Linked DNA regions of Sus scrofa: regions 2, 3 and 4 are each linked to region 1. A link is a contact called in public Hi-C and HiChIP or PLAC-seq data. All regions are on one chromosome and are shown on one strand. Each heading gives the region's core, a stretch centred on a gene start, on an enhancer-like site or on the middle of the called end of the contact. The rest is flanking DNA. Distances are from core to core; before and after follow the strand shown.

Region 1 (6,682 bases), core at 1,208-3,707:
TCTGCAAAACAGTGGAGATCAAAGACAACGTCTTTACACAGCTAATGCCTGTGCTCTACTAAAACGTGTTTCTTCCTCTGTCTTTCCCAATATAGTTTGTTCCCTGAGGGCAGAGACTCATTTTTGCCTCTATTCCTGCAAAATGTAATAAAGTGCCCACCACATAGCAGACACTGGTAAATATTTTTTAAACAAGTGAACAACAGTAACAGCTAACATTTATGGTGCACTGACATCACGCCTGGTATTGCTGTAAATAGTTACTCATTTACTCCTTCAACCACCCTAGAAAGAAGCCACCATTATAACCCAATTTGACAAAGACAAAGCAGAATATAATTTTTGAAAATATAAAATTCTTAGTCTAACTAATTTTGAAATAGAAATCTGGTGAAATTCACTTTATTCAATAAAAAAAAAAGGTAAAATACTACTTAGAACCTGGAATAAAAAAAATATGGTGGAGAGAGGAAGAAGGGAAATAAATACAAGCGTGAGAAGAAAGAATAGGAAGAAGAAGAAAGACAGACACAAGGAGAAACAGTAAGGTATTATGTCCATTACCGTCCTTTGAAATAGTAAGGAGACAATCACTCTTCCCAGTTCTTCAATTGTGATTTTTTTTTGTCCTTAAACTTAATTCTTAAACTCTGAGAGTGACAGGTGAGAAGAGACTTACCTTTCAGCGCACGAAAGAAAAAAGAAAACTGGAATGGCTTCCGTCTAGTAAAAACGAGGAGATAAAAGTTATCTCCAAAAGAGTAGATGGCATGAGCCAAAATGTGAGAGCAGAGAGTACATTTGAGGAACGCAGAACAGTCTTTTCAGAGCTGAAGCTTGAAGTCCACATATAGGAACAATAGAAAATGCTGCTGGAAGGCCTTGTATAGCAGGCAAGGAGTTAGACATATACTCAGCAGGCAGCGGTTGTGTTAAAGTAAATAGCAGTCATGGTGTGGACTAAAATTTTCTAGTTCTGAGTTCAGAAGACCAGAAGACTGTCGATACTGGATAGTCCTTACTCTAAACCTTAGATTATCTCTAAAATAGAGGTGATGAGGCAGTTGTGACGATTACTTCAGGTACGATGACAAGGTGTGTTTGCTTTGAAAATGTCAAAATGTTATACAAATGCACGTTCTCACTGCTGTGAGGATTTAATTGATGCTTAAAAACTTCTAGCCTGGGATCTTCCATACCCTTGGAGGACAAGGCAGGTGTGGCCAGAAAAAAAAAAAAAAAGAAAAAACAGTGACTGAAATGGCAAAATCACAAAGGTGATGGATGTAGAACGGAAAAGGGGGCAAGAGGAATGATATTTTGAAAAAGAGTTAACTGATTAAAAGATAATTTACAAATTATAAATTCTAATTTATCCCTCCCTCTCTTTCCCCTTTGGTAACCATGTTTTCTATGCCCGTGGGTCTATTTCTGTTTTGTAAATAAGTTCATTTGCATTTATGTGTATTTTCATAAGGAGTCTGTCCTAATCAGACTTTTTGGCTTGCTTTTCCACTCCAACTCCTAGGAGGCTTTGATAGCTTTTCTTCCTCAAAACCAAGCAGGCCGCAGCCAGCAGGTGGCTCTGCAGGAGGAAGGACAAAGAATCCCTTTAGGATGTAGACATCTGCGGATTACTAACCTTAACTAACCTTCAGCTCCCAACAACTCAGTCGCACTTTCGCCCCGACTCTAATAAAGGCAGGTCGCGTTGTGTGTAATTAAGGATTTCGCTGTTCAAAATGGGACCTGTGGCTTCGTCTCCTCAACCCCGCGCTAACATTAAACTGACGGTGTATTTGGTCAGGTTGTTAAAATGCTGTGAGAAGAGCTGTCCCAATATCTCCATTTCCCGGTTAAAGAAGTTGAGGTGACCCCTGCATAACTAAATACAAGAGATAATTGAGACTATCCTGATAGTTTAAAGAAAAATTGATGCAAACAGGCAATTATCTAAACGTTTCCCAACAATGTAGAGTTTTAGCGTTATAAGGTTCCTAACTGAAAGTCCAAACGCAACCTCACTCTCCAGATTTGTTTAAGGAGTAAGGAGAGACGCAGCAAGCGCGGCTTCTTTTAAATGGAAGCTTGAGACGGAGACCTCTCCGTTGCAGGCGGCACCTCTCCGTTGCAGGCGGGCAGCCGCTTACAGACACACCAAACGCACACACGCAGACACTGCAGCTACCAAAGCGCAAAATAAAGGGCAAAACTGAAGCCTTTACCTTTTTCAACCACGACGCTAGCAGGACAGGTTACGCCCCAACACTAACTCTTCAGGGGCGCTCAGAAGAGACTTGGTTACCATGGCCACGGAGGAACCCTGCGGGATAGCGTTTTTCTAAACCACACATATTAGCGCAATTCCTCCCACGCAGGTTCCCTAGCTCGGCAATCGACTATCCACCCCTGATTGCGTTCGGCGCTCCCCTCTCTGCCCTTGCGCCTGCGTACTCTGACTCCTGCCCTGATCGCTGCGGCCCTGATCGGGAAGTGTCAAGCGGGAGCTGGGGTTCCCCCGCCTTCGCCGCTACCACCGCCGATCCCGGGACGCCATACCCAGGCCCCGGCCCAGCCGCCATGACGAACGGTGAGAACCAATGCCCAGAGCGGCGGAGGAGAGAGCAGAGCGAGAGGAAACGTGGCGGGCGGAGCCGGGACTGACGTGGCCGCTCTCCCCGCCCCCTCCCAGCCCAGTCCCCCCTTGTTCTCTTGGGGCCGTAACTCCTGTTCCCTCAACCCCTCTGCGGGTTCCTCCGCCCTGTGCCCATCTGGAACCCTCAGTGCTTCATGTGCCCCCTCCCCGAGTCCTTGGCCCCTACCCTGTGCTTTCCCTTGTCCCCTTTCTAGAAGTTCGTTCTGGCCCTTAATGTCGCTTTAGCACCAGTGAAAAACAGATCCTTCTCACAGCCCTCTGCGTTCTCATACTTTTGGATAGTAAGCTCCTAGGGAGGACAAAAAAATCAGAGGATTTTTGGCTCCACATTTGGGGGGGCAGTGAATGTAGACTCAAAAAAAAGTTCTACTTGTTTTGCAAAAATGCTTTAAAGTTTTCTCTTATTTGATTCTAAAGTCCTGCCTGGACGATCCCATCTGGAGACCATGGTTAGTGTTGCAGGGTTTGCATTTAGACACTGCCTCTTCTAAATGATGTGGCAGTTGCTACCCTGTTTGTCTGACCTAATTTTTCAGGTGTCTTCAAACACTTTATGGACATGATTACCGAATTCCAGGGAAGGGCAAGAAACAAAGCCTTTGCAGTCTTTAGCATCAACCTTAACAAGAAAGATGAGAAGGCTTCTTAGGCAGTATAATTTGAGGCGCATAGGAGAGCATCTCTCAAAAGTACTTCTCCATAAACCTGGTACTGAGGGTTCACATTTCCCGTCCTTGTGGCTTTTGGCTTTACCTGTCAGAATTTATGGTAGAAAAAGACTAGCAAGTAAAATATTGTTCAGCATAAAAACTTAGTGTATGTTTTAATTTACTGGACGCTTGTTTTAATTTGGCTGTGGGGTAGTTTTACTGGAAGGAGAGAGGGCGGTACACTGGTGGCCCAGAACTGGCAGATGCTGGTTTTGTAAAATATCCTTTTGGAGCTTCAGGAGCAGTCAGAGGTCCGAGGTTATTAGGCACAGTACAGGAAGGGATATCACCCAGAGGAAGAAATCATCTAAACTGAGAAATAAGAGAGCAGTTGGAACACAGTAATTATTGAATAAATGTTCATGACCCATCACCCTTTATTTATTTATTTATTTTTTTGCACTTAGGTGATTCATTGTGTTAATAAGAAACAGCTTGGGGAGTTCCCACTGTGGTGCATGGGTTAAGAACCCGATTGCAGCAGCTCAGGTCACTGTGTAGGTGCAGGTTCAATCCCCAGCCTGCTGCAGCAGGTTAAAGGATCTGTTTTGGTTTACATATGTAAGAAATAGAACTAATTGTTCAAAGGTTTTTTCCCCCACAATCGTCGTCCCACTATGTCCAAGCCTCAGATACTTTTTTTTTTTTCAAGAATGTTATTCTGGTAGAAATTTGGTTTGTAAGTAGAGTACATGTGAAGTGTAAGATAAGCATTGGAAAATTTACATGTGAAGTGTAAGATAAGCATTGGAAAATTTTAGTCATATGGATTTGAACTCTTGCAGTCTCCATTAAGCTTTACATTTGCCTTGTGTGTTGTTCACCAGCGGATGCTGACCTGAGAGATGTGGCTAAATATCTAGCTTTCCTTTATCACATGAGTTCTTTATAATAAGAACATGTTTAATTCTCTCCATTCAGGCACCAAGGGTTCTTATGCCTCTCTCAACCTATTGCCAGTCAGCATTCCCAGTAGGCTGATTCCACATAAAGCAAAGCACCCTTCTCAGAATTTATAGTTCTTGAAAGTGGAGGGAAGGGAGCAGTGAGATTTTTGTTGGGGAAATATCTACAAGTGATTTTGAGGAACAATAAAGTAACCTTGTGAGTCCCAGGACCATGGCTCCCTCATGTCACCGGCTGGCGCTGCAGTCGAGGTTATCATCTTGATATTCTGTCGCACTCTGTTCTGTGGGCTCCCCTCTCCCCAGCTAGATTAGCACCAAAGGTCTTCTCCTCTTTCTCTAACAGTGTACTCGCTGGATGGAATTCTGGTGTTCGGCTTGCTCTTTGTTTGTACCTGTGCCTACTTCAAGAAGGTACCTCGCCTCAAAACCTGGCTGCTCTCAGAGAAGAAGGGAGTTTGGGGTGTGTTTTACAAAGGTGAGATCATATCTGTCAGGGGGAGGAGAGGACAGTGAGGCGCTACACAGTGGGGGTGGGATGGGCGGGATCGTTATTTGGTTTCACTTTGACATAATTATTTAAGCCCCAAGATAATCTGGTAATCTCTATGGAGAAAAGTATGTATATTAAACAAGCTTAGACTGAACTGGCATTGTTAGGAATATTTTCCTGATGAAACATTTTTCTGAATTTCTAGAAAGAATGAACTGGAGCCTCTTTTAAGTTTTGATTTCAGGAGTTCCCATTGTGGTTCAGTGGTTAACGAATCCAACTAGGAACCATGAGGTTGCAGGTTTGATCCCTGGCCTCGCTCAGTGGGTTAAGGATCCAGCGTTGCCTTGAGCTGTGGCGTAGGTCGCAGTCATGGCTCGGATCTCGAGTGGCTGCGGCGTAGGCCGGCACCTGCAGCTCTGATTCGACCCCTAGCCTGGGAACCTCCATATGCCACAGGTGCGGCCCTAGAAACGACAAAAAAATTTTTTTTGATTTTATTCATTCGGATGTTTTTTTACTTCTTATTTGGGCACCTTTATCTGGAATCCTACTTACCTAAATCTTTTTTCAAAATAGGGCAAAATGTAAACAAACAGTATATTCTCCTAGAACTCAGGGCTTAAGGGTCGTATTTAATTTCATCCCTGGGTGGGGTCTTGAGACCCTTGCTAGGTCTCTTCATCTGTGCCTAGAGATTTCAGAATATCACCTTGAAAATGAGGACTTATATGAAAGGCAAGGTGTGATTTTTCTTTCTCTTTTTATTTTTTCCTGCTAGCCGCTGTGATTGGAACCAGGCTACATGCTGCTGTGGCAATTGCCTGCGTGGTAATGGCCTTCTACGTCCTGTTTATAAAATGAATTCCAAAGCATCCATTTCATCAGCCGCCAACCAAGGGGACAAGGGTGAAGAAGATGTTGGGGGCCTGGGCCCAGTGTAGGAGAGTTCAGCTAAAATCATCCAAGCCCCCAGGATGAGACCACCGCATCTGCCCCTACCGTATGGTGGGAAAACTCCTCGTGGTTACAAACATTATTTATGCTTCAGGGGACTCCAGGAAGCCACCTTCCTTTGACCTGTGTGTAAATCAGTCCTCAGCAGAGAGTATATAATGTCCAGACAAATTACATCCATCAGTGATATGATTACATACCTCCTGCTTAAAAACCTGTCACCGATTTTATTCTTCAGCCCCTCATCGGGATCTTTTCAAACTGAGGCTCATTAAGGAAGACCTGTGCTCAAACCTCTTGGAAGGAGGGATAATTTTCAAGACTTGACTTTTTTTTTTTTCCTGTTTGATTTGGATTTGACAAATTGCAGGGGGTGGGGGGACTGGGTGGGAAAAAGGAGTTATACAAAACAAAAAATTTGGCTTTGGAAATTTACCTTTCATATACGCACCTGGGAACATGAGGGAGAGGGCATGATCCTCACTGCACAAAAGAACAGATGACACAACTCTGAGTTTTACACGGAGAATCTGGGCCTGCCTATGACTTGGAAATGACCTGTCTGTGATGAGAGGGGAAAGGAGTAGTGAGAAGGAAACAATGTTCTATTCGCCAATTTTCTCAAAAGGAAACTTTACCCCCAGCACATGCTAAATGGAAACTGTGGCTAATTTCCGAAAGCTTTTAATATTACTGAGTGCTCCATATTGTCACTCAGTTTTAAATGCCACCACTAGGGGAAAGAGAAACTATTGAAGAAATAATTGTTTAATATATTTGCAGTGGGGTAGAAGAAATAAATAAATCTAGTATATTAGTTCATATACTAGTAAAGTCATCTGGAATTTATTGTGATGTTAGGTGGAAGTTCCGTCATGTTATCCAAGATACAGACTTAGTCTTTGTTTAAATCTGAGTTATCATGACAATTTTTAGTTGATTACTCGTGTTTCTTTTTATT
Region 2 (6,682 bases), core at 2,679-5,178, 380 kb before region 1:
TTTTTGCCATTTCTTGAGCCGCTCCCACGGCATTTGGAGGTTCCCAGGCTAGGGGTCAAATTGGAGCTGTAGCCGCCAGCCTACGCCAGAGCCACAGCAACGCAGGATCCGAGCCGCGTCTGCAACCTACACCACAGCTCACGGCAACACCGGATCCTTAACCCACTGAGCAAGGTCAGGGATCCAACCCGCAACCTCATGGTTCCTAGTCGGATTCGTTAACCACTGCACCACGTCGGGAACTCCAGAAATTTTTTTTTAAATCCATCACATCAAGTATTGATGAGGACAAGAAACAACTGGAACACTCACCCATTGATGATGGAAATGTAAAATAGTAAAGTCACCTTGGAAAACAGTTTGTCTGTTTCTTTAAAAGTTAAACATATACCTATCATATGACCTAGTCACTTGATGTCTAGGTATTTAGCCAAGCGAAACAAAAATGTCTGCACAAAAACTCAATAAATGTATTATCATAGCTACTTTATTTGTAATAGCCCAAAAATTAGAAATCTAAATGCCTAACGACAGACAACTGGATAAACAAATACAATCGGTGGGTTAAGGATCCTGTGTTGCTGCAAGCTGCAGCTTAGATAACAGATGTGACTCAGATACCCAGTATTGCCATGGCTGTGGCCTAAGCCTTAGGTACAGCTTGGATTTAACCCCTAGCCTGGGAACTTACATATGCCATAGGTGTGGTTGTGGAAAAAAAAAAAAAAAGAGGAGTTCCCGTCATGGCACAGTGGTTAAGGAATCTGACTAGGAACCAAGAGGTGGTGGGTTCGATCCCAGCCTGGCTCAGTGGGTTAAGGATCTGAGCTGTGGTGTAGGTTGCAGACACAGCTCGGATCCTGCGTTGCTGTGGCTCTGGTGTAGGCTGGCGGCTACAGATCCAATTAGACCCCAGACTGGGAACCTCCATATGCCACGGGAGCGGCCCTAGAAAAGACAAAAAAATAAATAAATATAAAGTCAGTAGTATGATTAAAAAAAAAAAAAAGAAAGAAAAAAGAAAAAGAAAACACATACAACCTGTTGGTACCAGCAACAAGACTGAGTATCAGTATTATTCTGAGTCAAAGAAGCCAGGTGAAAAGGGAACCTGCATATGATTGCATTTATTTATTGTAATTCAAGAAAATGCAAACTAGTCTATATTGACAGAAAGTGGTTGCTGGGGATGGAGGTGGAGAGAGACTGGATTGCAAAAGGAGACAGGAGAACTGGGGTGACGTATGACTGTTATCTTGCTTGTGGTGACAGTTTAATCAGTACTGAGGTCTAGAAGTCTCCCTCAAAATTCTATCCCCAAAGGTGATGGTATTAGGAGGTAAGGCCTTTGGGAGGTACTTAAGTCATGAGGGTAGAGCTCTCATGAATGGGGTTGGTGCTTTCACAAAAGAGACCTCACAGAGCTTCCTCATCCTTCTAAAGTTGTGATTACTCAGCAACGTGGGGCCATCCATGAAGCAGGAAGAGGACTGTCCCTTGGTCTTGGACTCTACAGAACACTAGAACTGTGAAAAATAAATTTCTTTTGTTAATCAGCTACCCAGTCTGTGGTATTTTGCTACAGCCCCAAAAGACTAAAACAAACCAAACTTCTCAGTTTTATCCTATGTACAGTGTAGTATACCCAGGTTAAATATAACTTAAGCTACACCTGCAGCATATGGACGTTCCTGGGCCAGGTATTAAACTCGCCAGAGCAGTGACAACACCAGATCCTCAACCTGCCGAGCCACCAGGGAACTCCTAAATATAACTTTTTAAATGGGGATAATACTTATATATTCAGATTGCTTTAGGGATTCACCGAATATGCCAAGCACTTTATCCCAATACCTGGTTTGATACTTCATTTGATGCCACTGAAACTTTTATTATCAAACTTCAACCTCTCTACTAAGCTCTTTACTCAGAGTCTAGGGATAAATGAATTTTAAAAGATTTAGGCAATTAGGATTTGGCAATTAGTGTTACTGGGTAAACTCAATAAACTTTTCATCAAGGCAAAAAACACATAAAGGAAAAAATGAGTTCAAGTTTTTTTTCATTTTATTTTAAACTTGGTGAGTCTTTAGAGAGTGGGATCATCTATTTCCCTTGGGAAGTAAGTTTGTATAAACTAATGTACGGAAAAACAAGATCTGGAGTTCCCATTATGGTTCAGTTAACGAACCTGACAAGTATCCATAAGGACATGGGTTCGACCCCGGGCCTTACTCCATGGTTTAAGGATTGGGCATTTCCTTGAGATGCCATATAGCATGCAGATGGCTGGGATCTGGCATTGCTGTGTGGTAGGCCAGCAGCTGCAGCTCTGATTCCACCCCTAGCCTGAGAACTTCTGTATGCCACAGGTGCAGCCGGCCCTAAAAAAAAAAAAAATCTACTAAGTTTAAACCACTTCCAAAAGCTTTAGCCCTCCAACATAAAATAAAGGAACTAAACAGAATGATCACTTATATATTGTCCATTCTAAATATTAATCACTCCAATCATTCATTTACTTCTCATTTATCTTTCCTTACACTATGTCTCCATTTACCTTCTACTTCTCTGCTTGTCCTCTCTCCTGCTGGTTCAACTTCATCCAGCTGTAGATGTTCCCCAAGATTTCTGTCTCATCCCTTTCCCCTCTGTGTTTAAGCCACTGAAATTAATCTTGCCTTCAAACTTCCTACTTCAACAGTTTCTAGGAAAGCGTAAATGATAAAAAGTGCCACAATGAGAAATCAAATAGCATGGAGAATGAAAAAGGTCACTGGATTTTGGCAATTAGGGTATCACCACATGAGTCATCACAGGTTTTGAGCAGGGAGTGCTGCACTTTTGGAAGGATGACTCTAGCAACGCCCTGTGAAGAACGAATTGGAGCCAGAGAATATTCCAAACATTAGCATCTTAAGGTAACTTTGGGGTCATAGACGAAATTATGTAACCCTTAGGCTTAAATGTCATCAAATTCCTTATGTTTCATCTTGGCATTCCAGGCACTTAAATAGCCCAATTCCTATCTAGTCATTACTCCTCCATAAGCATATCTCCTGGCTCCTGTCAACTAGATTTACCCTCTAACAGACTTGATCTTCCCTGCTTCTATATATACTCAGGCTGTTCTCTGTCGGTAAAACTGCCAAGTCCATGAACCTGCAGAAACTTCAGTAGCTTTTGTTGTCTTCTCTTGACTCCCAAATTCACCATGCTTCTTCTCTAGGTGAACAGTAGCTTTTGAAAGATGACACGGGTTCTGACTCATTCGCGCACCCACCACCTTCTTCCCTCTACCTCCCTTCAATGCCTCGCCCAAGGCTATCACTCGGAATGCACCGCAGAATGGAAGAACTCCAGTAGGAAGAAAGCAATCAGGTAACGAATGGCACTACAGATACAGTAGCTCTTAAATGCTAAAAAAAAAAAAAAAAAAAAAAAAAAATTTAGCCCAGCAAGATGTTTATCTTGACCTTACGGTTGAATAAATTTAGGCTCAAATAATAAGATCTCTAGCCGGACAGAGGGCAGAAAGACTGCACTGGAATCACACGAAGGAGTGCGGTACTATCATCCCTTCCAAAGAATCTTAAAACTGAATTCAGGAGGTTCGGTTACTCCGCAGTAGTCAGTCATGGATTTGCAAGTATACAGCCTTGAGAACGCCTGACCGCTCAGCTTTCGAAAGATGAAACCGGGGCCCGCAGTCCAAATATTAAAACATACCAATTAGACCTACAATCTTCCTCCCCTGACCCCCAATTTCCAGTGTAAATCGCCTAAGAGTCGGGGAGCAGAGGGCACCAACGCCACCGCAGCGCGCTCCGAACGCGCGGAACAAGGAAGAAGACTCTCCGGCCCACCTGGGCAACTCTGATTGGCCGCCGGCTAAGCTTGGAACTCTGGGGCGTGTGGCGTCACATCCGCCGGGGCCGCCATCTTGTTCCCAGGGGCAGTTGGCGGAAGAGATCGCGCTCTCGGGCCGCCGGCTCGCTTTCTGCTTGGAGTTCTCGCGGCCCGCGTCTTGGCGTCTGCTCTCCACTCGGGGTCCATTTGTCGGCGTCCTAGTTGCCCTCCTTCAGCTGGCTGGGGCACAGCTACGCGGCCCCCTCTTCCGACGGCGTTCCATGGAGTAGGGTCCCGGACCGTTGTCCCGAAGAGCGAGATCGAGCTTGGCCCCCTCCCCCTCCCTTCTCCCTCCCTCCTTCCTTCCGCCGCAACATGGCTAACAACAGCCCCGCGCTGACAGGCAACTCGCAGCCGCAGCACCAGGCAGCCGCGGCCGCGGCTCAGCAGCAGCAGCAGTGCGGCGGCGGCGGCGGCGGTGGCGCCACCAAGCCGGCAGTCTCGGGCAAGCAGGGCAATGTGCTGCCGCTGTGGGGCAACGAAAAGACTATGAACCTCAACCCCATGATCTTGACCAATATCCTGTCGTCGCCTTACTTCAAAGTGCAGCTCTACGAGCTCAAAACCTACCACGAGGTGGTGGACGAGATCTACTTTAAGGTACGAAACGTCTAGACCTGGGGGGGTGGGGGTTAAGTTCGGAGGAGGGGGTATAGAGGAAACGGGCGGAGGCGGCCCCGGAGGACTGAGGATTTGGTGGTGGGTGGGGGGCGGCGGGCGGAGGGGTTGTGGTGGTCAGTAGTCCGCCAGGGAGGGGTCAAACTGGGGCCGCCCTCTCATTTCCTTTTCAGATTTTTAGGGCCCGGAGAGCCCGCCGCCATTGATCTCGCTCGCCTCCCCCCACCTCCTGCCCGTCCCTGGGGGGAGTTGGACGGGAGAGGTGGGGGAGAGGAGAAACGAGACTGAAGCCTCTCCAGTTTACAGCTTTAAATTTCTTTCTTTTCACGTGGATCTACTCAGCGCCAACTTGTTGGCGCTTCTCCTGCTCACCCCGGGCCAGGGCGTGTATTGACTTCAATGTTGGCCTCGTGTAGTCGGTGTTCACTGTCCGATTAAGACAGGGAAGTGGTCAGTGTGCGTCGGGTGGGGTGGGAGGGTTGAGGGTGGAGAGGTGCAAGTGGAAGAGATGTACCGAAGGCCTGGAAATTTTCGCAGCAGGAAGTCAGGAGTAAGTGGTCTCAGTCACCTGTGCATTGGGCTTATTTAGAATTATCTGGGCCCTGGGCTTCTGCGGCAGGGTCGGTGCTGGCTTGGCTGTGCTGGGGAGCTCACCTGGCGCCTCCTCACTGCACTCTTGTCTCAGTTCTTGTTTCGTTAGCAGGATTGACTCAGTCTTGCAGCGAGGCTCGGAGCAGCCCAGGGTCGCAGGTAGAGGTATGCATTATTAATCATGCTCAATCGCCATAAATGCATTTCCCTGGTTAAATGAACGGCTAATTAGATTTTTTTTTTTTGGCCATTAGTTTTGGTCTTTTCCTCACCAATTTGATAGGCGTTCTCCACTTACCTGCAAATTATGTAGTTTTAAAAATACCTTCCAGGCCTCCTAAGGTTAATTTATATTTTAAAGAATATTAATCAATGATCATTAGCTATTAGCTAGAACATCTAATATGATACAATCCGTTTTGTCTGTATTGATTCTTAAAACATTTGACAGATCACAAAGTATTTTCTGTGACCTGAACACTTCTGTAGAGGTGTTAAGAGAAGGAAATTTTCTTTATTTGCTTTTAAGTTATGTTTTGTCCACCTTTTCCCCAATTAAGTGGGGTTTTTTTGAAGGATTTTGTAATATTTGTTACTTTTGATTATTGTTTTGAGAATACAGTTCAACTTTGGGTATATAAAGTACACTGAAATTTTGGTATCCTCTTAAAAGATTATTGTAAGTAATTGTAATACTATGAACTTGTTTTTGTTTGTTTTTAAGGTAAGATGCTTTTCAGCAGGGATACAGTGTGGCGAATATCTAACCCTTAGATTTAGTTATGTGGCAAACTTCAATCAGTTGAAAATTAGTTTCCTTCTCTTTTTGTGGCAGGTTCTGTTTCGCAGGCAGATGTTAATGCCATAGGGAAAAGCTTGTTTTCAAATTTCATGTACTGTGTTTTGAAACAACTACTACAAATTACTTAAACTTAGTTATCAGGTTTTGTTATCTAGATATCCAAATAAAATAATCATTGAAATATATAGGCTTGCAGTTTTGTAAGTCGATTTTGTATGGCCCCTTTGGTTAGGCTTTAAGGAATTGAAACATCATTTATACAGCTAGCTGGGGGAAGGAAATGAAACAGTGAAGCAATGCAGCAGTCTACTGAGCAAAATAGTGTAGTGCTTACATTTAAATGCATGCTTTTCCGTCTAAAGCCATTGAAAAAGACTATGACATGTAACCATGGGTGGGTGGAAGTAAGGTTTTAGAAATATGAAGTGAATGAACAGGATTTTACTTTTTGTTTCAAGTTTAAGATCTTTCTAAAAGACCTTCTTTTGAGTTATATCTGTTGTAGAGCAAACATTCTCTGCTATTTTTAGGGGAAGTAATGTGGTTTTTATAGGGTGCCCCATCTTAGCATAGATCTGTATCTTTGAGTATATTAACATGACAAACCACACTTAGTTTTTGACACAGTTTCTATTCTGGGGGAAAAATTGAATTGGTTCACAGTTAGGCTGAAGATAAATCATACATTAACAAGAATGATCTGTGTGGGTGTGGCCTTTGTAATTTCGTCTTCAGTCAGGAATGAACATATGCCTGATCATG
Region 3 (6,682 bases), core at 2,642-5,141, 340 kb after region 1:
CACTAACCACGTGCTTGCCTTCTGCCTCCAGTTCTGCACCTTTGGAAGCCGGCTGGTGAGTCCTGGATGCTACGTGTTCAGCCGCCGGCTGGACCGGTTCTGCTCAGCACTGAGCTCCATGCTGGAGCGGCATCTCAGCTCACACATGTGGAAGTGAGTCCCTCAGCCCCACAGGATCCCTCCCTAGGCCCCAGGCACCCATGGGCTTCAGAAGCCCTGCTTCTTCACACATACTTGGAGAGGGGGCTGGACTGTTTGCCAGGGAGACCCCCGTGTAGGATCAAGAGGCCATGGAGAGACTTGGAAGCCTGGAGCTGGGCTAAGGCAGGGCGAGAATGGGTCACCTGGGAATGAATCTTAACTCTTACCCATCACTTCCAGGACCTTTCGGGTAACTAGGAATAGATGCTGTCCAACCTGAGAGTGAAAGGGAGGTTCTTAATGGGTCTGCACACTGGTTCATTCTTACCAGTCCCTGTGCTTTCCTCCTGTCTCTCAGTTCCAGCGTCTCCCAGCAGATGGCAGCACTGCCAGGGATTTGGGCCATTTCTAGGTGGGGCAGAGACTGTTGTATGTGGATGGGGAGGCCCTCTTGCTTGACTGGCATCACAGTGGGGCTCCCTTCTTATTGCAGGAAGATCCCCCCCGCGGCTGAGCCTCCATCCCACCTTGTCAGCTCCCCTCCGGCTGCTCCCCTGAGCCCATCCTCTGCGAGCAGCTGCCCCCGGCTTCCAGGCCCACCCCCTAGACCCGCCTGCCCAGCCTCCATGCCCCCTGCCAAGGACAGCCTAGTTCCCAGCTACCCTGCAGGCTCCCCCAGTGTGGCAGCCGCCTGCAGCCAGGCGGAATGCATGGGCGGAAGCCAGGCTATCACCTCACCACTGCCTGCCAACACGCCGTCCCCGTCCTTCTGCAAGCTCCCGCCTTCCAAGGCCAGCAAGTCGTCCAAAGGCAAGGACGCACTTGAGGTGGAGGCTCCTTCTCGAAAGCGGAAGTTATCCCCTGGCCCCACCACTTTCAAACGGACCTGCATCCTGGAGCCCACTGGAAAAGGCAAACCCCCTGGCTGCCGGGGCCTCTCGGCCAAGACTAAGACCGCTCTGGGCGTGGGGCTCAATGGGACGGTGGGGCCAAGAGTGAAGCGAGCAGGGCCCCTGGACTGCCGGGGCCCCCCTCATCCGCCCCCTACGCCGGTCAAGGCTTCTCAGCTGGACAGCCAGGGAGGGGCTGGACTCACAGCCAAGGCCCTGCCGACCAGCTGCCTCTCCGAGGAAGAGGTAGCCAAGAAGCGGAAAAACCTGGCCACTTACTGCCGGCCAGTGAAGGCCAAGCACTGCCAGGCTGGTGCCCCCGCCGACGCGGCCTGCTCCGTGCGCCGCAAGAAGCCGGGTCCGGCCCTGGCCTTTGAGGACAAGTGTTCTCCACTGAAGGTACCAGCCCAGCCCCCTGAAGAGGTCCGGGAAGGGGCGGAGTCAGCAGGGATGCGGGTGGACAGCACACGGGGAAAGTGACAGAGAGAGGCGCCGAGGACATGTTTGCGAGGACATGTTTGCGCAGGGAAGGGAGGCCTGGGGAAGGGGAGCAAGCGTTCTGGGCCATCTTCTCCAGGGAGAGGGGACCCCGGCTTTGGCTGGCTGGGCCTTCCTCCGTGCCCAGCCCTCTCCCTGCACTAAGGAGATGCTGCCCCTGCCTGTCCCCCTTCCCCGCCTTTGCTTTAATCAAAGGGCCACTTTCTGATTTGGCGGTGGCCCTCACTCCAGGAACTGGAGCTACCTCTGTTCCTGAAGGAAAGGAAGTTGGACTCCATGAGCTCTGATAAGCAAGGTTTGGGCAGTGGCGTTGAGCTTGGGTCCCTGAGCTGTGGCCTGATATGCTGGGCACAGGGTGGGGGGCCGGTCTGGTGCATTGGTTTTGCCTCTGGGCATCAGGGCATGGAAGGGCAGGGCCACAACCCAAGGTCCACGTGCATGTCTGCCCACCTTGCACACATACCCACTGCCAGGTTTTCAGGGGCCAGGCAAGTCCTCTGGGGTTTCTGGTAAAGCCAGCAGCCAGGTTTATTTGCCTCTTCTGATGGGAGCCCTGGAGTAGCATGCTGGGCTGTCCATGTGATCTTAGCCAGGAGGGAGGTATTGGAGGTGGGAAGGGGCGTGCCCTCCTGGCCAAGCACTAGCCAGGTGCATACCAACACCTTTGGTGCCCACACCAGAGTAGTAAGTCTGACAGTTGCCCAGGGCTCGAGTGTGTGTGTCACATGTGGGCCTGGGTGATCTCTGGGCTGCCTCTGCTGGGGCTGGCATTCGTCTTCCCCCTTGCCCAGTGTTACTCGCCAGACCATCGGGAGGAAATCAGGCCTTACTTTTATGGCCTGTGCAGTGACAGGAGGATGGGTAGACCCCCTCCCGCCCCCCAGCCTGACCCTGTCTCTTGCCTGTTGTCTTCCTGCAGTCAAAAGCCCATTAACGAGAAAGTGCCTGCCCACTGCGATGGAGACGCCAGCACCTCCTCCCCTCCAGATCCGGGCCCCAGGCTGCTGCCGCTTTTTATAACTTTATATTATTTTTTTTAAGAAAAAAAACTCTTTAAAATACCTCAAGACTGTCTCCCTGTTCTGTTGCTGCTAAGAAAATACAAAAACAAACATAGAGAAGGAAGCAAAGAAATGTAACAAAACGAGTGTCCTTACTGTCCCCATCCGCACCCCAGGAGGCTGAGATGATAGGCAGCCAGGCTCCAGCTCCCATCGCTTGCCTGCAGAAAAGTCTCTTAGGCTTGTACATTTTTTGTCCTTTAAAACTGTGGAAATGGCTGGGGGTGGAATCACTGTGGGAGTCTCAGGATGAGGAGGCATGTGCGGCTCCAGCTCTGAGTGAGCAACAGCCACAGGAACTACAGTCCCATTAGGAAAGGAGACCGGATGGGGGAGGGGAGCCACACCCCTGGCCCGGCTCTTGGATCTTTGCCTTGAGGGTCTGTGGGCATCAGCTTGTGGCTCTTCTCTGGTCTTTGAGCAACCCTAGGCCTCCATCCTGTCTCCACATTATTGCCTCACGTTTCTTCAGCTCTTCCTGCCTCTTGCTAGCAGCCTTATTTTCTCAGCCACTGGAGCTTAAGTGGGTAACTGCACCCAGGACGGCCTGCTTTGGTCCCTTTTTCTCCCTGACCTGTGGGTTTACCCATAAGGAAGGGGCGCAACCTCTTTAAGCCGAACCACACCTTTTTTGGAGGCAGGAAGGAAAAGGGTATGATCACATACAGAACTTCCCTTGATGTGGGAGGCAGCGGGCATGTGGGAGGCCCCAGTCCCTCAGGATCACCTGGCTCCCCAGGGCTGAGCAGATGGTGTGGAGGCGGCCAGCGCTGGGAGTGCCCTAGTTTTTCCATTTGTCTCACTGGGGACAACAACCACTGCGCAGATAGGGGATAGGACTGTTGCATGGCCCGCCTTTGGTCCTCAACCCTGAATTTACCAGGCACAGGGCACCAGATTCTAGCTTTATTCTTTCAGTCTTCTTACTTTTAAGCAGAGGGGAATCTTATTCCCTTAAGACGAAAGAAGGGATGATGGGAGACAGTGGCCAACCGGGGAAATTCAGTATTTCTGGAAAACTGCTCAAAACACGGGTTTCACACGCTTGGCCCAGTGTACCAGATTTGTGATGTGGGTGAAATCAGTTGTCATAAACATAATTTCCACAGGCTGCCTGAGACACCAGCCCCATAAGCCCTTGTAGACATCAAAATGCAAATGAGGCTGGCTGAAGGAAAGCGCTGGGCCGGGAGCTGTCCAGTCGCCTTCTGCCCTCGGGGCTCTCCGGGGCCGAGGCTCTTTCCCCCCAGCCCCCAGAGGGCGCTGTGGGCGCATCCGCCGTATTGCCGGCGGCGTCCTGGGGAGGAGCTTCTCCCGCAGCCAAGGCCGCCTCCGCGATCGCAAACCCGGAAGACGTGCCCCGGCAGCTGGGAGGGTGCGGCGGCCGGGGACCGCCATGCAGCCCCTGGAGGTAGGTCTGGTTCCCGCTCCGCCGAGGGAGCCGAGACTGACGCGTTGGCTGCGGAGAGGCTGTGGGATCTTGGCACACCTGGTCGCTTTGGGCTTCACCATCTTTCTGACTGTGCTGTCCCGGCCGGGAACCAGTGAGTGGGCACGGGGGCGGGGCCAGGGGACGGGGCGGAGCCGAGATGCTGGAGGGGCAGAGCCCGGGAGCGCTAGGAGAAGCGTGGAGTGGGGACCCTAGCAGTGGAGGGGCGGACTGTGGAAGGGTAGTAAGGGCGTGGTGGGGCGTGGCCCTGGGGGTGGGTCCTGGAAGGGTGGGGCTTTGGGTGCCGGGAGGAGAGGAGACGACTGAAGTGAACGGAATAAACTCACTAGTTCATCATAAGCGGAGCCCCTCACGGACGATCTAAGTAAAGGAGGGAGGCCACGATCTATTCTAGGACTTGGCTGATTGCTGCGAGGCGCTGAATTGGGAACTCGGGCCAAACTGGTTTGTTTGCCCTCTTGGTTGCTCCACTTTGTGCTGAGTTCCTGATTGCTGATTAGTGTTGGAGATAGTACACTGTGACTTTTCTTCTCCAGCCAGATTCTTTGGGCTCCAGCCGGCCAAACGCGGGCAGAAAGAATGGTGCCCAGCCGTCAGTCTGTTCTCTTTGATTCTTAGGTTTTTTCTCCTGGCACCCTGTATTCATGGCCTTGGCGGTGAGTTTGGGCTTCTTTCTGCAGGTGATTTGTTTGGATATTCCCCTAAGGAAGCATCCAGCCTTGAGAAGGCTCAGCCTTTCTAAGGCTCAGAGAGGTGGGGGAAATGGCCAGGGCCCCATCTTTCCCTGCAACTTAGGAGATCAGGGCACACAGAAGGCTGGGCTCTAGGTAGTGTCAGGTGGTTGAAGGGGGTGGAGGGCGTGGAAGACACCATTTTTTCTCTGCTAAGGCCTGAAAGGAGGAATTGGAAGGGTGTTCTCCAGTCGCTCCCGATCCCCAAAGTTCAGTAGGAAGTTTACCATTTGCCCTTCCCCTTGGTCAAGACGTGGGAGTCATTGTGGAGGGGGTGGGGAGGGGGCTGGATGTCAGCCTGAATCATTGAAGTGTGGATTCCCAATTCTGCCCAGAAATGCTGACCTGGGAGGCAGGGGGTCCTGGTGGGAGTTCTTAGCCCCCACCCTTTGTCCTCATTGTTTGAATATATGAGGGCACCTCCTTTTTCTTAGGCCTCCAAGCTGGGCCTGAGGCTCACTAGCCCTCTCCTATGTTCACAGTTCTGCCTCTGCATGGCTGAGGCCATCCTACTCTTCTCGCCTGAGCACTCCCCGTTCTTCTTCTGCTCCCGAAAGGTCCGGATCCGACTCCATTGGGCAGGGCAGACCCTAGCCATCCTCTGTGCAGCCCTGGGCCTGGGCTTCATCGTCTCCAGCAGGACCCGCAGTGAGCTGCCCCACCTGGTGTCCTGGCACAGCTGGGTAGGGGCTCTGACATTACTGGCCACTGGTGGCCAGGCACTGTGTGGGCTCTGCCTCCTCTGTCCCCGGGCAGCCAGGGTCTCAAGGGTGGCTCGCCTCAAGCTCTACCATCTGACTTGTGGACTGGTGGTCTACCTGATGGCTACGGTAACGGTACTCCTGGGCCTGCACTCTGTGTGGTTCCAGGCCCAGATCAAAGATGCAGCCTGGTACCTGTGCCTGGCGCTGCCCCTCTATCCAGCCCTGGTAATCATGCATCAGATCTCCAGCTCCTACTTGCCAAGGAAGAAAATGGAAATGTGAGTTCCTCTGAACTCTGAATCTAAATGGGACACTTAACTCGGACTTCAGTGGCTCCTTGGGTGACCTTCAAGGATCCAGTTCAGAAGTTGTAGGGTTTTTGTACTTCATAGCTGGGCCAGGGGCTGCCGAAACCCCAACTGCTGTGGCTGACAGATGACTCAGTGGGCAACATCGGGGAACTGTACTGGGTGCAAGTGGAAGGTGATGATGGGAAGCTTGATCCTGAAGCCCCTGCTCTTGATGGAAGACAGAAGCGTTGGGTGGTGGTGGTGGCGACGGTGTTGGCAGTCATTTCTTTGCACTCCTGATGAGAAGTTGGGTTTCTAGAACTGAATGGCAGCCATGGCTCTTTGGGTCACTTTGAGAAAGCAGTGTAGTGGGCAAAGCCCTTGGGTCTTATTTATGGACTATGGTCCTTAGAGGCTCTATTGTGCAACCTTATGCAAGTCATGTGTCTCAGGACCTCAGCTTCCTCATCTGTGTAATGAGTGGTTGTTTCTAAACAATCTCTAACATCTAGTGTCTGTTCAGTTGCTGTCACAGAGCACCCGCCCAGCACTGAACCCTGGACCGGACCACTCAACAGAGTCGGGATCTAAGTCTTACACTCATTATTCCCTTACCCTCCCGGATTTGCCCGCATGACCTTTCAGGAATCTGTGTTGATTTGGTCCCTGGAGTCAGGTGCTGTGAGGGAGGGGACCCAAGAGGGTCTCTAGAATTCCAAGACATTAAAGGCACTGAAGTCACTTTAAAGCTTTTAGAGGAGCAGAAAGGCATTGGCTTAACCAAGCCCATGGGCTGGGCTTCTTAGCCCAGCTAAGAACTTTCTTCAGCTCAACTCAGGATCTGGGCTTGAGGGCCTCAGGGCATCCGTTCCCAGCGGCAGAGTATACTGAGCATCTCATGTTTTGCCCTTCTAAGG
Region 4 (6,682 bases), core at 1,156-3,655, 320 kb before region 1:
AGGCCACGCTTGTGGCATATGGAGGTTCCCAGGCTAGGGCTCCAATCAGAGCTACAGCTGCCAGCCTACACCAAAGCCACAGCACCGAGGGATCCAAGCCCCATCTGCAACCTACACCACAGCTCACGGCAACGCCAGATCCTTAACCCATTGAGTGAGGCCAGGGATTGAACCCGCAACTTCATGGTTCCTAGTCGGATTTATTTCCACTGCGCCATGACAGGAACTCCTGATTTAAAATTGAAAAGGAAGACGAATGTAATGTGTGTCTTTGTTTAAAATTCTAAGCAGATAAACCCATTTAAAATAAGTTTGAGAAGTTCCCATTGTGGCTCAGCAGAAATGAATCTGACTAGCATCCATAAGCACACAAGTTTGATCCCTGGCCTCAATCAGTGGGCTAAGGATCTGGCATTGCCATGAGCTGTGGTGTAGGTCATTGATGCGGCTCGGATCCCACATTGCTGTGGCTGTGGTGCAGGCCGGCAGCTATAGCTCTGGTTCAACTCCTAGCCTGGTAGCTTCCAAATGCCAAGGGTGCAGCCCAAAAAAAAAAAAAAAAAAAAAAAAAAGTTTTTAAAGAGGCCAGAGCTCCACCTTAGCCTATATAAACCTTAAGTGGAAAAGCTATTCATGCCATAGGTTTTGCTTAAAGCCATTTTGTGGCTGTTTATAATCTTTTTTTTTTTTTTGGTCATTGTTGTTTTTTTTTTTCAGGTTTTGTTTGTTTGTTTGGTTTTGGGTTTTTTTTGTGCCCCCAGACACACACACATGGCATACAGAAGTTCCCAGCCAGGTAATCGAATCTGAGCCGTAGCTGTGACCTGTGCCCCAGCATCAGGAATGCCAGATCCTTAACATGCTGCACCACAGTGGGAACTCCTATGGCTGTTTTTATTTTTCATTAGCTTTCTCTCTCCTAAAGAGCAAAAACTGAGGTTATCCCATAGTCTGCTCCCTTGCTTTCTGCGTAGCTCAAGGCTAATCCTTCTTCCCACTCCACCACTAGCTGTGCATCCTTGGCAAGCTACTTGACTTCACTAAGCCTGTTTCCTTGTCTGTAAGGGTTGCTTTGAGGATCAATGAGATAGTCCACTTAGCACGGTGCCTGCTTTAGTAAATGTTAGCTATTATAATTACTAATAGTAAGTACCATTTACACTTCTCTATGTGACCAAGTTGAATTAAGAAAATTGGGAGTTCCCATTATGGCTTAGCAGGTTAAGGACCCTACACTGTCTCTGTGAGGACACAAGTTTGATCCCTGGCCTCGCTCAGTGGGTTAAGGATCTGGTGTTGCCACAGGCTGCGATGTAGGTTGAAGATGTGGCTCAGATCTGGTGGTGTCCTGAGTGTGATGTAGGCGAGCAGCTGCTGCTCAGATTTGACCACAAGCTTGGGAACTTACAGGTGCGGCCATAAAAAGAAAAAAATAACGTAAAATTGGTTCTTTGCAAATCCCTGTGAGAAAGCATACTTTGTGTTAATGTCTATGATGGTTATGTCACAGTTTGGGGGGCTCAGCAACTAAACTCATTCAATTCATGAGTGATTAGTTTGATTGCAAGTCTCAGGAAATAGATCTCTCTACCTACACTTGCTATGTTTGAGCTTAAATTGTCTCCTTTGTTGAATCAGCAATAATTCCCTTCTTTTAAATGCTAAAGCATTGATAGCCTCTCCCACCTGAATTTGTTTGTTGAATAGATAATTATTTTATTGGTTCATACAGGTATACTATCATCACAAGGGCATTTACTTTTTAACCAACTTTTTTTTTTTTTTTTTTTTGTCTTTTTGTCTTTTTGTCTTTTTGCAGCAACGCCAGATCGGAGCCACGTCTGCAACCTACACCACAGCTCACCGCAACGCTGGATCCTAAACCCACTAAGCAAGGCCAGGGATTGAACACGCAACCTCATGGCTCCTAGTCGGATTCGTTATCCACTGTGCCACGAGGAGGAACTCCTTAACCAACTTTTGACTACCTGCAGCATATCAAGAATTGAGCTAATTAGATTTTTAATTCTTCAGAATCTGGTCTCATTTATTTGACGTTCCTGAAAGTCTTGAACAGTTCTGGGCACACTGGATGGCACCTCACATTTCTGCCCAATTATTGCCTCCTTGAACGATGAATAAACTTTTTGAAGGATAAATTTTCTATTCGGTAGGCGACTGAATGAAGTCCATTACAAATCGCTTCACAAAGTGCAGAACTCCCTCCCGTTTTCATGTACCCTACGTGTAATCCGGAATTTCTCAGATGCTGTTAGCTCCCAATCCGTTGGCACGGTTTCGTTTTCTGACGTCACAGGTCGTCGAAATTCATCTGACAGCCTCCCGCTAGGGGGCGCGCAACTGCTCAAGGAGCGTCCATCCGCACTGCGCAGCCTCAGTCTAGGGATGGGCGGGAAGCCCCTACAGAGCCCGTGACGTCACCGGAGGGCGCGGACCGTGGGCGTGGGCGGGGCCTCCCCCGCAGCTAGAGGCGGGGCCCGCCCGACCCCTTTCCCTCAGCTCAAGTAGGTTGCGAGTGGGAGGCGCCGGCGGCTGCTCCGCAGTGTTTGGAAAGATGGCGCCGCCGGTGACGGAACGGGGGCTGAAGAGCGTCGTGTGGCAGAGTGAGTGCGATGGGGCAGGGGCTGAGAGAGGGAAGGCCAAGGAGGCCGTGGCGCCCGGCCTTGCGTTCCTGCCCCAGACCAGCAGTCCCTTGGGGAGCCGCGGCGGCCACTTGTTGCTTTGGCGCCCACGTCCCTGTTAGGACTTCTTCCTGCTTTCCTTCCCAGCGCAGTTCTGGCAGGACCAGGGATGGGCGGGGTGCGGGAGGACGCGGCCCTGGCGTCTGGCACCCTCTCCGCTCGGCGGGGCCCTGGCCCCGAAGCCCCGCCCTGGGTGAGCGGCCCCCGGCCGGCCTTTTCCGCCCGGGGCCCCGGCGCCGGTCCTCCGCCGCGCCCGCGTCGAGGCCCCACCAGTCGGCGATGTCTCTCCACCGGAGACAATCTAAGCACTGTTTTTCTCTCTCGTCCCTCCCACTCTCCCCGCACTTGGGTTTCCGAAAAGTGCTTATTCTTGCTTATTGGTCTTAGTATCAGGGAGGGTTTTATAACCGTACTTTATCTGTCCTTTAAGAAGACAAAAACAAAACCTCACTGTTAAACAGACCCCTCTTCCCTTCTAGAAGAGCCCACTTTCTAAAGAGAAGGGACCGCTGGAATGATTAAATCTCGGGGCAAAGCTGTACCTTCATCCACCTTTTCCTTTCTACTCTCCGAGTCACTCCGTTTTGCTAGGACTGTACTACTTATTGGTTACTCATATTCTGCCATATCATCCACGACTTTCATAAATATCACACCAAACCTAGACCGGTCAGGTTAGAGAAGGAATAATACTGCCAAACAGGAAGAACTATCATTGTTTGGCATTGCTGCGTTCAAAGTAATTATGGTCTAGTGGTGGAAAGGGAGTAACATCCAATTAGTATTTCTGACTCCAGCTTTGAAGAAGGAACAGAAATAGCACCTGAGTTAACAAACTTCTGGGAGTTATAGAATTCCTTGTATAAAATTAAAACTCCAAATTGGTGACTGGCATAGTGATTAGCACATCAGATACTAAAAACAAGTGTATAAATAAAAGAGGGAAAAAAGTTATGAAAATATTTTTATTACTTTTTTCTTTTTACCTTTTTTTTTTTTTTTTGGTCTTTTTGTCTTTTTAGGGCCTCACCCGCAGCATATGGAGGTTCCCAGGCTAGGGGTCTAATTGGAGCTGTAGCCGCCGGCCTACACCACAGCACAGCAACTTGGGATCCGAGCCGCATCTGCGACCTACACCACAGATCAGGGCTACGCCTGATCCTTAACCCGCTGAGTGAGGCCAAGGATCGAAACCGAGTCCTTATGGATGCTAGTCGGGTTCACTAACCGCTGAGCCACGATGGCAACTCCTTGAAACTATTTCTTTTAATTGGATAATTGTAAAGTTAGAAATTTGTTTTTCAAAATTTGCATGGGTTACTTTTAAGATTTGGTAATGTTTTAAAATCACAGTGGTATTTAAATACATTTATATTGTAAATGGGAATTACATTGTAAATATATGTTGGAAATGGGTAATGAATTGTATTTTATAAGTAATTTCCAAGATGGTCCTTATGGTCAGCATTTATTAGCAAAGGAAAAAGGTTAATGGCAGTAATGTTGGTGTTGATGGCATGGAAACTAGGCAAGAGGGAGCGTTTAAAGATAACAATTTTCCGTCGTGGGCTGTGAACCTGAGGTGGCACCAGGATATCCAGATGGCGTGTAAGATAAAGAAGATGGGACACTGAATGGAAGGAAGGTGTTATGAGGATTAAAAAATTAGTTATTAGAACTTTTGTGTAAGTAGGAACATAGCCAAAAGACAGGTGATGTTCATTCCACATTTAGTAAGTAAGTGGAGAGAAAAGAGAAGTGGGGAGCCTCTCAGTTCTGTCAGCAGAAGATGACAGTCTGAAAGAAATGAAGGCATCTTCTCAGAGGTAGGAGAATCACACATTTGACTGAGAAAAGGTTCTGCTAACTATATAGGTAGTATAGTTAGGTCTGGGTAGAAAGCTAAGTAGCTTTCAGTTGTTTTTTTTTTTTTTTTTTTTTTTTTAAAAAAAAAAAAAGGACTTCCCCTTGCGGCACAGCGGAGACGAATCCAACTAGCAACCGTGAGGCAGCGGGCTCCATCCCTGGTGTTGCTGTGGCTGTGGTGTAGGCCAGCGGCTATAGCTCCGATTAGACCCCTAGCCTGGGAACCTCCGTATGCCTCGGGTGTGGCCCTGAAAAGATAAAAAAGCCCCCCCCCCAAAGCCGTTCGGTTTACCTACAAAGTAGGGAAAAGGGAACTAATGTTTCTTGAACAATTACTCTATGCCAGGCACAATTCTTTACATATATTAAAACTTGAGAATTTATTACCTCTATTTGACAGATGTTAAAACTCTTATTATTGCTGCATTCTTCTGTTTTTTTTTTTTTAAATCATTGGCTCAGCTTTAATTAGACTTTACCCTTAAGCTTTTACAAGTGGAATTAATCATAAAGCAAGGGTGTAGGGGAATAATTTTCCGCTCCTTTTCTTGTAAACTCAAATTCTTTGGAGTAAAGCAGGCTTTTACTGTTCACAAGATTATTTGTGAGCTGTAAAATAGTTTTCCCTGTATAGCTGCCTTATTCTTAACAGCCAAAAAGCCAAAACAACCCAGATGTCCATGGACTGGTGAGTGGATAAATACCATTGGTACATACAATGGAATATTACTAGGCAATAAAAAATAATGAAGTGGAGTTCCCGTCGTGGCGCAGTGGTTAACGAATCCGACTAGGAACCATGAGGTTGCGGGTTCGGTCCCTGCCCTTGCTCAGCGGGTTAAGGATCCGGTGTTGCCGTGAGCTGTGGTGTAGGTTGCAGACCTCTAGCCTGGGAACCTCCATATGCTGCGGGAGCGGCCCAAGAAATAGCAACAACAACAACAACAAAAAGACAAAAAAGACAAAAAGACAAAAAAAAAAAAAAAATGAAGTACTGATACATGCTATAGTTTTGATGATCCTTGGAAAAATTATGCCAAATGAGAAGTCAGTCATAAAGAACCATGTGTTATATGACTCCATTTATATTAAATGTCCAGAATAGGCAAATCTATAGAGATTAGTAGAAAGTAGATTAGTGGTTGCCTACATCTGCGGGGATGGAGAGATGTGGGGAATGATGGCTAAGGTTTCCTTTGAAGTAATGAAAATGTCCTAAAATTGAATATGGTGAAGAGTGCACAACTCTGAATATACTGAAAGCCATTTAATTGTACACTTTGGATGGATTATATGGTATGTAAATTATAAAGCTACTTTTAAAAACCTGATAGAGGAGTTCCCATTGTGGTTCAGTGGGTTAAGAATCCAACTAGGGGAGTTCCCATCGTGGCGCAGTGGTTAACGAATCCGACTAGGAACCATGAGGTTGCGGGTTCGATCCCTGCCCTTGCTCAGTGGGTTAAGGATCTGGCGTTGCCGTGAGCTGTGGTGTAGGTTGCAGACGTGGCTCAGATCCCATGTTGCTGCAGCTGTGGTGTAGGCCGGCAGCTACAGCTCCAATTCGACCCCTAGCCTGGGAACCTCCATATGCCGCGGGAGCAGCCCAAGAAATGGCAAAAAGACAAAAAAAAAAAAAAAAAAAAAAAAAAGAATCCAACTAGGGAGTTCCCATCGTGGTGCAGTGGAAGTGAATCCGACTAGGAACCATGAGGTTGTGGGTTTGAACTCTGGCCTCGATCAATGGGTTAAGGATCTGGTGTTGCCGTGAGCTGTGGTGTAGGCTGGCAGTTGTAGCTCCAATTAGACTCCTAGCCTGGGAACTTCCAGATGCCTCGAATGTGGCCCTAAAAAGATGAAAGAAGAAGAATCCAACTAGGATCCATGAGGATTTGAGTTCGATCCCTGGCCTTGCTCAGTGGGTTAAAGGATCCAGTATTGCTCTGAGCTGTGGCATAGGTCCATACACAGTTTGCATCCCATGTTGCTGTGGCTGTGGTGTAGGCTGGCAGCTGCAGCTCCAATTTGACCCCTAGTCTGGGAACCTTCATATGCCACAGTTGCAGCCCTAAGAAGAGGAAGGAAAAAAAAAGAAGTTTCATGGGAGAAGGAAG

What was found. Hi-C and Micro-C count contacts between places; a contact is called where the count stands out from the background. HiChIP or PLAC-seq counts read pairs in DNA pulled down with a chosen protein or histone mark.
Region 2: a contact with region 1 is called in a Hi-C map of liver, with 4 times the contacts expected there. The contact joins the promoter of PRPF38B here to the promoter of TMEM167B in region 1. A contact is called at or near these places in 1 of 5 promoter capture datasets (fetal liver), 5 of 47 Hi-C or Micro-C datasets (alveolar macrophages, heart right ventricle, liver and 2 more) and 1 of 2 datasets of contacts at active chromatin or transcription factors (alveolar macrophages).
Region 3: an H3K27ac HiChIP or PLAC-seq map of alveolar macrophages shows a contact between it and region 1. The contact joins the promoter of LOC100624950 here to the promoter of TMEM167B in region 1. A contact is called at or near these places in 1 of 5 promoter capture datasets (liver), 2 of 47 Hi-C or Micro-C datasets (embryonic fibroblasts and heart right ventricle) and 1 of 2 datasets of contacts at active chromatin or transcription factors (alveolar macrophages).
Region 4: a contact with region 1 is called in an H3K27ac HiChIP or PLAC-seq map of alveolar macrophages. The contact joins the promoter of STXBP3 here to the promoter of TMEM167B in region 1. A contact is called at or near these places in 1 of 5 promoter capture datasets (fetal liver) and 2 of 2 datasets of contacts at active chromatin or transcription factors (alveolar macrophages and skeletal muscle).

Annotation. Positions count from the first base shown.
Region 1 is chr4:110,967,284-110,973,965 of Sscrofa11.1, reverse strand. It overlaps TMEM167B (protein kish-B), which reads left to right and starts at 2,457. Exons shown (of 3, transcript XM_001926138.5): 1 at 2,457-2,590; 2 at 4,618-4,749; 3 at 5,546-6,682. The coding sequence starts at 2,581. The coding sequence ends at 5,628.
Region 2 is chr4:111,344,751-111,351,432 of Sscrofa11.1, reverse strand. It overlaps PRPF38B (pre-mRNA-splicing factor 38B), which reads left to right and starts at 3,928. Exons shown (of 6, transcript XM_001927806.4): 1 at 3,928-4,509. The coding sequence starts at 4,225. LOC102160506 (a long non-coding RNA gene) reads right to left here and starts at 3,857. Exons shown (of 3, transcript XR_002343537.1): 1 at 3,730-3,857; 2 at 2,561-3,419; 3 at 947-1,526.
Region 3 is chr4:110,633,147-110,639,828 of Sscrofa11.1, reverse strand. LOC100624950 (cytochrome b561 domain-containing protein 1) reads left to right here and starts at 3,891. Exons shown (of 3, transcript XM_003355263.4): 1 at 3,891-4,134; 2 at 4,659-4,696; 3 at 5,254-6,682. The coding sequence starts at 3,987. The coding sequence ends at 5,757. ATXN7L2 (ataxin-7-like protein 2) reads left to right here. Exons shown (of 11, transcript XM_021090075.1): 8 at 32-153; 9 at 635-1,430; 10 at 1,725-1,824; 11 at 2,449-2,596. The coding sequence ends at 2,549.
Region 4 is chr4:111,289,790-111,296,471 of Sscrofa11.1, reverse strand. STXBP3 (syntaxin-binding protein 3) reads left to right here and starts at 2,405. Exons shown (of 19, transcript XM_021090106.1): 1 at 2,405-2,624. The coding sequence starts at 2,576.